Regions from separate parts of the Sus scrofa genome. Here region 2 is linked to region 1. Evidence: chromatin contacts called from public HiChIP or PLAC-seq data. All regions are on one chromosome and are shown on one strand. Each heading gives the region's core, a stretch centred on a gene start, on an enhancer-like site or on the middle of the called end of the contact. The rest is flanking DNA. Distances are from core to core; before and after follow the strand shown. Region 1 holds the start of TLCD2 (TLC domain-containing protein 2). Region 2 holds the start of SMG6 (telomerase-binding protein EST1A).

Region 1 (4,398 bases), core at 953-3,452:
ACGGATTCGCTGACCTCTTGCGGGAAGCGACAGCTCTCAAAGGAAAGGTGGAGCAGGAGAGTTAGCAGGAGTGAGCCGAACTGAAGGTGGAAATCAGCCCCATGGCAGCCAGGCTCTTCCTTTGGGATACAAATTCCTGTGGGCGTTTGGGGGGAGGGAGGACTGCCCACCTCGCCTGGCCCCAGCTTTCAGGGGAGAGGTCTAGTACACCCCTCCTGGAGGGCGCTTCTGAGGAGACTTCTTGTAGAAGATGTCTCGCCCCAGTCGCAGAGACAGGGCCTCTCAAGCAGCAGCTTCCTAACGAAGGATTCAGAGCACAGGGTTCACCTGAGGGTCGAAGTTAGATTTGTGGTCAGGGGACAGGCCGGGGCAAAGTGCAACTGGCCAGCAATCCCATCCCCTGCCTAACACCCCCATTCTGTCCCGCCCTCTAGAAGCTTTTCCCTGACTCAGGCCTACTTAAGGAAGAGATTTCAAAGGTGGAGACCAATGAGGAGGCAGCTCCTTTCCCAGAGGCCAATCAGAGCATAGAGGGGCGGGAGATAGGGGAAAAAAAAAAAAACCCACCAAAAAAAAAAAAAAAAAGGAAAGGAAAGGAACCCAATGACTTGGCAAAAGCTGCGGAACCACTGATTTAAAGGGGCAAGTCTGAGACCCACCCCACCTCATCACTCGCGCCTCTCCACCACCACCACCAAAAAGGAACGTGTGGACAGGGATACAAGACTTTTCTGTAAGCTCCCAATGGAGGATGACAACAAGGGCTCTGCCACGGGACCGCTATGGTTCCTAGGAGCTCCAGAATTCTGAACCTGTGTTCAGAACATTGTGCCTTTAAGGAAACTTCCTGCCTTCCACCCCAGTAACAGCTGATTGTTGGAAAGTCTGACCTCCGGGGACGAATCAGCTGTTACCACATCCTCCTCCAGTTCTGCCCTCCTCTATCCCCTTATCCCCACCCCCTCATGGGGTGAGGGAAGAAAAGAGATGGAACCCCAAATATGGAGGACCTGCTTGTACGTTCTTCCCTCTTCCCTCTCCAAGACTGTCTTCCTCCTCCGCCCTCTCCTTCCTCCCTCCCCCAAGCTGCTGGTTAGTTCTTCAGAGGCTCTGAGCTTGGAAGGAGAGGTATTTCCTGTCAGCAAAGTCAGCTCAGACCCGTCCTCCCCAGTCTCATAGGGAGGCCACTACTGGGGAGGCCCAGAATGGTGGCTGGCGGGGTATGTAGGTGCTCCAGGAAGAGGTACTGGGGAAGGTTCAGTGAAGCTGAGGACCAAGCCTAGAGATGAATGGTTATGGAAACAAGCCTCCTCAGGGTCAAGCTGTCTCCTCCTCCCTGCTCCATTTCCTCTCCAGACAGGGTTTTGCTACGGGATCCTCCTGGCTTTACCTGTTACTCCACTTCTAACTCCTTAGACACGGCCTGGCCCTGCTCCATTTTTAACACTTTCACCCCTTCATTGCAAAGGTGTTAATGTGTAGCTGCCCAAGGGCTGCAGGTGGCACGCAATGGCCCCAGGGATCAGGGGCTTTGGCTGGGAAGTCCTGCCCGAAGACCCAGGTCAATATTTTGCCCCAGCCTGGAGCTGGGAGTCAGGGTCACTCCAGGACAAGCTTAGTGTGAAGTCCCAGGACTGAATTGGCAAGGTTGGGAGAAGCTGAGCAGGGTCTTGGCCAAGCCTGGAAGAAAGAAATCTCACCAGCTGGCCCTGTTCTCCACTATCCTTAGCATAGAAGCCCCATTCCCTTTTCACCCCTTGGAGGAGGCCCTTTCCCATCTCGTTCTAACTTTTCATGCCCCCACCCTCCCTCCCTATAGGGCAAAAGCACAGGCTTCAAGTCCAGGATTTCTCAGTCACAGCACTATTGACATTGGGACTGGATAGTTTCTTGCGGAAGCTGTCCTGTACATAGCAGCTTTTTTGCCAGCATCCCCAGCCAAATTAGATGCTATCAGCACACACACACACACACACCTTACTTATGACAATCAAAACTGTCTGCAGACATTACCAAATGTCCCCTGGAGGCCAAAAGCGCCCCCAGTTGAGAATCATTGAGTTAGACAAACTTGTATTCAAATGCAAGCTCTTACCAGATGTGAGGTTTTTGATTTTTTTTTTTAGGGCCACATCTGTGACATATGAAAGTTCCTAGGCTAGGCGTCAAATCTGAGCTGCAGCTGGGGCCACAGCCACAGCAACCCCAGATTTGGGCCCCATCTGCAACCTACACTGCAGCTTGCAGCAGTGCTGGATCCTTAACCCACCGAGCGAGGCCTGGGATCGAATCCACATCCTCATGGATACTAGTTGGGTTCTTAACCTGCTAAGTCACAATGGGAACTCCCTTACTAGCTCTGAGTTTGATGAAGATGCTTAACATCTTTAAGCCTCATTTTTTTCATTTACAAAATAGAATGTAGGAGTTCCCGTTGTGGCACAGCAAAAACAAATCTGACTAGGAACCAAGAGGTTGTGAGTTCAATCCCTGGCCTTGATCAATGGGTGAAGGATTAGGCATTGCCATGACCTGTGGTGTAGGTCGCAGACGCGGCTCGGATCTGGCATTGCTGTGGCTCTGGTGTAGGCTGGCAGCTGTAGCTCTGACTAGACCACTAGCCCGGGAACCTCCATGTGCCATGGGTGCGGCCCTAAAAAGACAAAAAAAAATTTTTTTTAAAAGACCCCCCAAAAATATAGAATGTATAATAAGTGCATGGCTTATTGTAGGGATTTAAAAAGGAATATGTTTGGAGTTCCCTGGTGGCCTAGTAGTTAAGGATTCAGCATTATCCCTGCTGTGGCTCAGGTCACTGCTTTGGTCAGGTTTGATTCCAGGCTGGGGAACTTCTGCATGCCATGGGCATTGCCATAAATAAATAAATAGAAGTATGTTTGCTTTTTTTTTTTTTTTTTAGGGCCGAACTTGCTGCTTATGGAAGTACTTAACCCGCTGATCAAGGCCAGGGATTGAACCCACAACCTCATGGTTACTAGTCATATTCTTTTCCACTGGGCCACAAGGGGAACTCCAAAAGAAGTATGTTTGAAAACACTTACTACAATACCTGGCCCACAGTTGGTGCACTAATGTTTAGCCACATCTGCGACCTACACCACAGCTTATGGCAACACCAGATCCTTAACCCACTGAGCGAGACCCGGGATCAACCCCCTGTCTGGATACTAGGAGGATTCGTTTCCTCTGCAGCAGGAGGGAATTCCAGCCTCCTTCACTTTTCTTCCAGATCAGCAGCAAGAGCTAACATTCAACACAGGCTGACTGCTGGGGCTCTGCAGCCTCGCTCCCTGACCATCCAAGCCATGAACTCCAAGAAACTCAATACTGAGATTGGCAAAGGGGAGTGGCTAATTTGGTACCAGATTCCCCAAAACCTAAGGGTAGTGGGTTGGGATTCAGGAAGCATTTGAGAATAGAGCTGCACAGAGCATTCTATTGCAAGATGCAGCTTGGAAATTACCTGCTTAATTCTGTTGCTTGTTAAAAATTCAGATTCCAGGGTCTCAATCAGAAGTACATCATACATTTGGAAAACCATGGTTTTAGGGCTCAGATTGAGGAAGGTGTCAGTGCCTCAGAAATCTTAGTACACCAGTGCCCAGTATTGCCAGGACATCCCTATTTAAGAGAAGGAAAGAACTGTCTTGAGAGGTAAGGTTAATTACACTCAAGGTCATTGTTGCATTGCAAGCCAGAACCACTAGAGGGCAGGGCACACACAAACTTGAAGAAAAAGTAATGCCTGCTTGGTCTAGCTAGGTAAACTGAGACCAGAGCAAAGACTACAAGGACCCAATTTTATTGGTACTAAGAGGCAGGCCGTACCACCTGTCCAAATTATCCATCCTCTGGTCTCTGGTTCTCAGACCAATGTCGGGAATACAAGATTGTCAAGGGACACCTCATTTCCCAGGTGAAAAAATAGTAGTGCATGGCCAAGGAGTATGAAGAACATTGCTTATAGAGTGAGATGGGCCTGAGTTTGAATCATGGCTCTACGACTTCTTAGCTATGTGACCTTGGGCAAGTTACCTAAGGTAGTCAGCTTCTTCATCCTAAAATGGATATAAAACTATCTTCAGGAGTTCCCGTCGTGCTGCAGCAGAAATGAATCCGACTAGGAACCATGCAGTTGCAGGTTTGATCCCTGGCCTCGCTCAGTGGGTTGAGGATCTGGTGTTGCTGTGGCTGTGGTATAGGCCAGCAGTTGTAGCTCTGATCAGACCCCTAGCCTGGGAACCTCTATATGCCATGGATGAGGTCCTAAAAAACAAACAACCCAAAAAACTCTTCTTAAAAAGGGCTGAGGGGAGTTCCCTGGTGGCTCAGTAGGTTAAGGATCCAGCATTGTCAGCTCTGTGGTTTGGGTCAGTG
Region 2 (4,693 bases), core at 750-3,249, 470 kb after region 1:
TTTTCCAGGATGGCTGAGTCCTTCTAACATATTAATGGGGTGGGGATGCATATAACAATCCACAGCTCTGGACATCTCTGGAGAAAAAAATCTGAAACTCCAGTCACTGAACTTGGCCAGGACAATCCTCTTCTTTAGGATTTCTAATACCCACTCCCATACCTCCTGTAGAAACAAACAGGAAGCAGTTCTTTTCACATTCTTCAACTCCACTCATGCTCACCAACTCTCTAACTACAGCCAGCAAGGTCATTCCAAGAAAACACTGTTCAGACTATCATCATTAGAATACTGAGATTAACTGCTACTATGATGATGGAATATGAGAAGGAAAAAAATTCCATAAGGGAGTTTTCCCTGGAGAATGATGGAAGTATTGTGACATGCTCTCAAAATACCAAGGACTGGGGGCATTCAAGAATAAGAGTACAGGACTTTAGACACCACTCTCCAGGCTCCAGGAACTTACAGAATGCCAGATAAGCAAGTATCTACTTTTTGTATCTGTTACCTTTCTCTGTTGAGGGGACAGTCTACAAGAAATAGCCACTAAACTGTTGGGTGGGGAACTTAACCGGAATTAGCGAGATTACAGCGGACTCAAAATGGAATGTTATAGAAAAACCTAGTATTGTTCTATAAACACCAGTGCAAACAAGTTCATAAAGGGATCACATGCTCCAGCATTTACGCCCATGAGGGTAACACATCTGGAACAGAAAAAAAATCCAAAACTCTGAAATTTAAGATACTGCTTCAGTATTTGCATAAGTTCAAAGGACTGCTTCATCCAGTATGAATAATAAAGGTAAAGCAGTCTAAGTCCAGAATAGCTCATGCTCAGCAGCCTTAGTAATAACTTAAGGGAAGGGGGAGACTGGGGAGAAGAGCCACTACGTCTTTCCAGAGCTGAGGGAGAAAACAACCTGAATAATCCAATTCAGATGACCAATGAAAACCAATTTCACAGACTTCTGCCACAAGCCGGCAGAAGCATATCTACCAGGCTACTAACTCCACTACCGAACCAAGGAGAGATGAGACACTAATATCTTCCTTGGAGCTTTCGTGGTGTTGATGCAGACGTCTAACTTGCACGCTGAACATTCTCTTTGCCCCCACACATGCCAAGGCCACACCAGCGTAGAGTCAGCTCTCTGAGGTGCTGGACCCCTCCCGTGCCGCAGCCTTCAGACGCCTGCCTTGAGGGGAAAAAGTTCAGCAAGGAAGTCCCAAGCTGTTAAACCTTTCTCCTCGACGTCGCCAGCTCCTTCTCTCCAACGCTAAAGGGCAGGCCTGGGGAAGATTCCTCGGGGAACCATAGTCCCCCGAGGGCCGCCACCAGACCCCGGCCCCACTCCTTTCCGCGTCCCCTGACGGCTGCGAATCCGCGGGCTGCTGTGAGAGGGCTGGGGCAACGGAGAACAGTCACCTTCGCCGAGAGAAAGGGGCGGAGGCAGAAATTCGGGCTGGGCTCTCCCGGAGGGGCCGAAGCTGGCAGAGCCCGACCCCACACCGGCTCTCCGGCAGGTAGAGCGGGGAGGGACCGCCCTCGGCCCCCGCCCCCACTGTTGGGGGAAGGGGCGGGGGCTCCGGAGCACCGCGAACTGAGCGGGGAGGAGGAGAGGGAGGCGGGGCGGGCAGGCCCGGCCCAGGAGCTGGGCGGTGCGACTCACCTCTGCTCCCGGCCTGCGGAGCCAGAGTAGCCAGGATCCCTCGCAGCTCCGACGCGGAGATCCGGACACGCTCCAACCCCTCCGCCATCTTCGCGGGGGCTGCTACAGCTGCAGCTACTCCACCAGCGCCGCGCGCAGCCAGGAAACCACGACGGACGGGCGGCGCGCGCGCTCACCCACCTCCCACCCTTTTCCCCGCCCCCTCCCGCTCTCCTCCCCAAACGACGGTGGCCGCACAGGGAGGAAAAAGCGGCGGTCGCACGTTCGGTCGCTCCAGCGGGGGAGAGCCAGGCGGCGAGCCGGGGCTGGGCAGGCAGGCGCCGCGCGTGCGCAGAGGTGTGGCCGGGGAAGGTGCGCTGAGGCGATTTGGAGGCGCAGCGCCCGGGAGTTGAGGTGAGGTCGGGCTGAGCCGAGCCAGGCGAGGTGAGGCGGGCGTTCGCGGCGATGGTTGCTTTTGCTGCCGTGGTGGCTTTCGAGGATGCGGGTGCTGGTCTGGGGCTCGGGTTGACGGAGTCACTCCTTTCTGCCTTTTCCAGGCGCCTTAGGCCAGGGTCTCCCTCCGCAGGCCCTGACTAGTGCCCCAGGCTTTTACGTGGGGACCTTGAAGATCTCATAGGGCAGTTAGTATTATGTCCATTTTATTAATAAAGACGAGGAAACCGAATCGCAGAGAACGGTGGCAAATTGCCCAGGATGACACAATCGATAACCACCAGAGGTTCAGTCTTTTCCGTTATGGAAGTCTGCATTCCAAGCTTCCTGATTTTTTTTTTTTTTAATACAGTATAGCTGGCTCTTGCTGAGGGAAGGGTTGTGTGGAAATAAATCAGGAGGTGTTATGAGTCGATTTAGAAATTTCTATATCACTATGGGTTCTTGAAAATTCTCCTTGACTTTCCCAGATCTCAGATTGATTTTTTTCCCCCTCTTTAAAATGTAACCGGATGTGAAGACTTATACTTTACCTGTTTGTTCATGAGCTCCTGTTCAGAACTGTGGTGAAACTCTCTTCTCCTGCAAGGTGTTTCTGTACCTCTTGTTCCTTCCCTATCCCACACAGTCCCCTCTACACTAGCAAAGAAGTTACCAGTTATTCCTTAGACTTGGCCTAAAAGATTTAAACAATCTCTGACAACTCATTCAGTTCCTAAGCCGTGGCAGATGCTTCACCTCCACAAAATTACACAGTTGGAGAAAGTCATTAGATTTCAAAAGAAGGGAGTGACTTGAATGGTCAGAGCAAATGACAATCATTAAAACAGATACAAGAGAAATGAGAAAAAAATGCTCAAACCTAATTCGTTTTCATGGTGAAATTGGAAAAGACATTGCATCAGTTTTTCTCTAAAGAAGGAAAAATAATCTGAACAAAACTTTCATAGGAAAAACACACTTGCCAGATTAATGCAGTAGTGTCAGTGAACTGCAAATGGAATTTCCCAGAAGTTAGGCCAACTCAAGAAAATTTACCAGAGGCGTTCCCGTCATGGCTCAGTGGTTAACGAACCTGACTAGTATCCATGAGGACATAGGTTCCATCCCTGGCCTTGCTCAGTGGGTTAAGGATCTGGCATTGCCATGAGCTGTGGTGTAGGTTGTAAACGTGGTTCAGATCCTGCGTGGCCCTCAAAAGACAAAAGACAAAAAAAAAAAAAAAGGCTATGAGAGATAAAGATAGGAGATAGGAAGAATGGATCCAGAAAACTAAATCAAATATGAGTTCCGGAGGTGATAACAGAACTAAGGAGGTAAAATAATCAAAGAAATAATAGAATGGAGTTCCCTTGTGGTGCAGCAGATTAAGGACCCATGTTGTCACTGCAATGGCTTGGGTCACTGCTGTGGCATGGGTTCAGTCCCTGGCCTGGGAACTTTCACATGCCATGGGCATGGCCAAAAAAACAAAGGAAATAATACATAAAGGAGGTCCCGTTGTAGCTCAGTGGAAACAAATCTGACTAGTATCCATGAGAATGCAGGTTCGATCCCTGGCCTTGCTCAGTGGGTTAAGGATCCGGTGTTGCCATGAGCTGTGGTGTATGTCGCAGACGCGGTTCCAGTCCTGCATTGCTGTGGTGAAGGCCGGCAGTTGCAGCTCCAATTCAGCCCCTAGTCTGGGAGGCTCCATATGCTGAAAGTTCAGCCCTAAAAAGCAAAGGAAAAAAAAAAAAAAAAAAAGAATGAAATAATAGAAAAAATTTTTCAGGAGTTCCCATAGTGGCTCAGCCGGTTAGGCGTCCGACTAGTATCCATGAGGATGCAGGTTCAATTCCTGACCTCGATCAGTAGGTTAAGGATCCGGCATTGCTGTGAGCTGTGGTGTAGGTCACAGACACAGCTTGTATCCTGAGTTTCTGTGGCTGTGGTGTAAACTGGTAACTGCAGCTCCAGTTCAACCCCTAGCCTGGGAACTTCATTTGCCATTGGTGCAGTCCTAAATTGAAGAAAAAAAAGTACTAAATTGATAGAATATTTGAATTTAAGACTTAAATTCAACCCTCAGTTTTAAAGGGTTCATGAAATACCAAGTCAAAATAAAAGACAACCATATTTAGACCTGTACCACAATGAAGGCTGAGTTTAAAGAATTAAAATATGTGCCAATATACTCAAAATATATTGTTAATCTTTTTTTTAAAGACTGTTGCAGAATAAAATATAAGGTATGGTTTTGTCTGAGGGCAGCAAAAACATTTTTTGCAGCATATATACATCAAAAAAAGTTAAATGGTTTTCTTTGGGAAGAGAGTAGATTTAACAGTTAATGTTTTAAACTCTTACTGTGGGGATTTGTTTACATATTATGTGGGTAATCCAAAAAACAACAAAGTAAATGTGGATAATTGAAGAGGGGGGAATTCAGTGTCTAAGAACAGATATTGTTCAGGTCACGTTTGCACAAAGTAGTAAAATTAAAAATGAATAACTACAAATTAAAAAATTCTAGCACTTGGAAATTATTTTTAAAAATCAAATTTAAAATAACTCAGGGGGAGCTACCATTGTGGCCCTGTGCT

Evidence for each region. HiChIP or PLAC-seq counts read pairs in DNA pulled down with a chosen protein or histone mark.
Region 2: a contact with region 1 is called in an H3K27ac HiChIP or PLAC-seq map of alveolar macrophages. The contact joins the promoter of SMG6 here to the promoter of TLCD2 in region 1. A contact is called at or near these places in 2 of 5 promoter capture datasets (fetal liver and liver) and 2 of 2 datasets of contacts at active chromatin or transcription factors (alveolar macrophages and skeletal muscle).

What each region holds. Positions count from the first base shown.
Region 1 is chr12:47,916,055-47,920,452 of Sscrofa11.1, forward strand. It overlaps TLCD2 (TLC domain-containing protein 2), which reads right to left and starts at 2,203. Exons shown (of 5, transcript XM_021067585.1): 1 at 1-2,203.
Region 2 is chr12:48,384,997-48,389,689 of Sscrofa11.1, forward strand. It overlaps SMG6 (telomerase-binding protein EST1A), which reads right to left and starts at 2,000. Exons shown (of 19, transcript XM_021067586.1): 1 at 1,677-2,000. The coding sequence starts at 1,764. It overlaps SRR (serine racemase), which reads left to right and starts at 1,919. Exons shown (of 9, transcript XM_021067611.1): 1 at 1,919-2,069.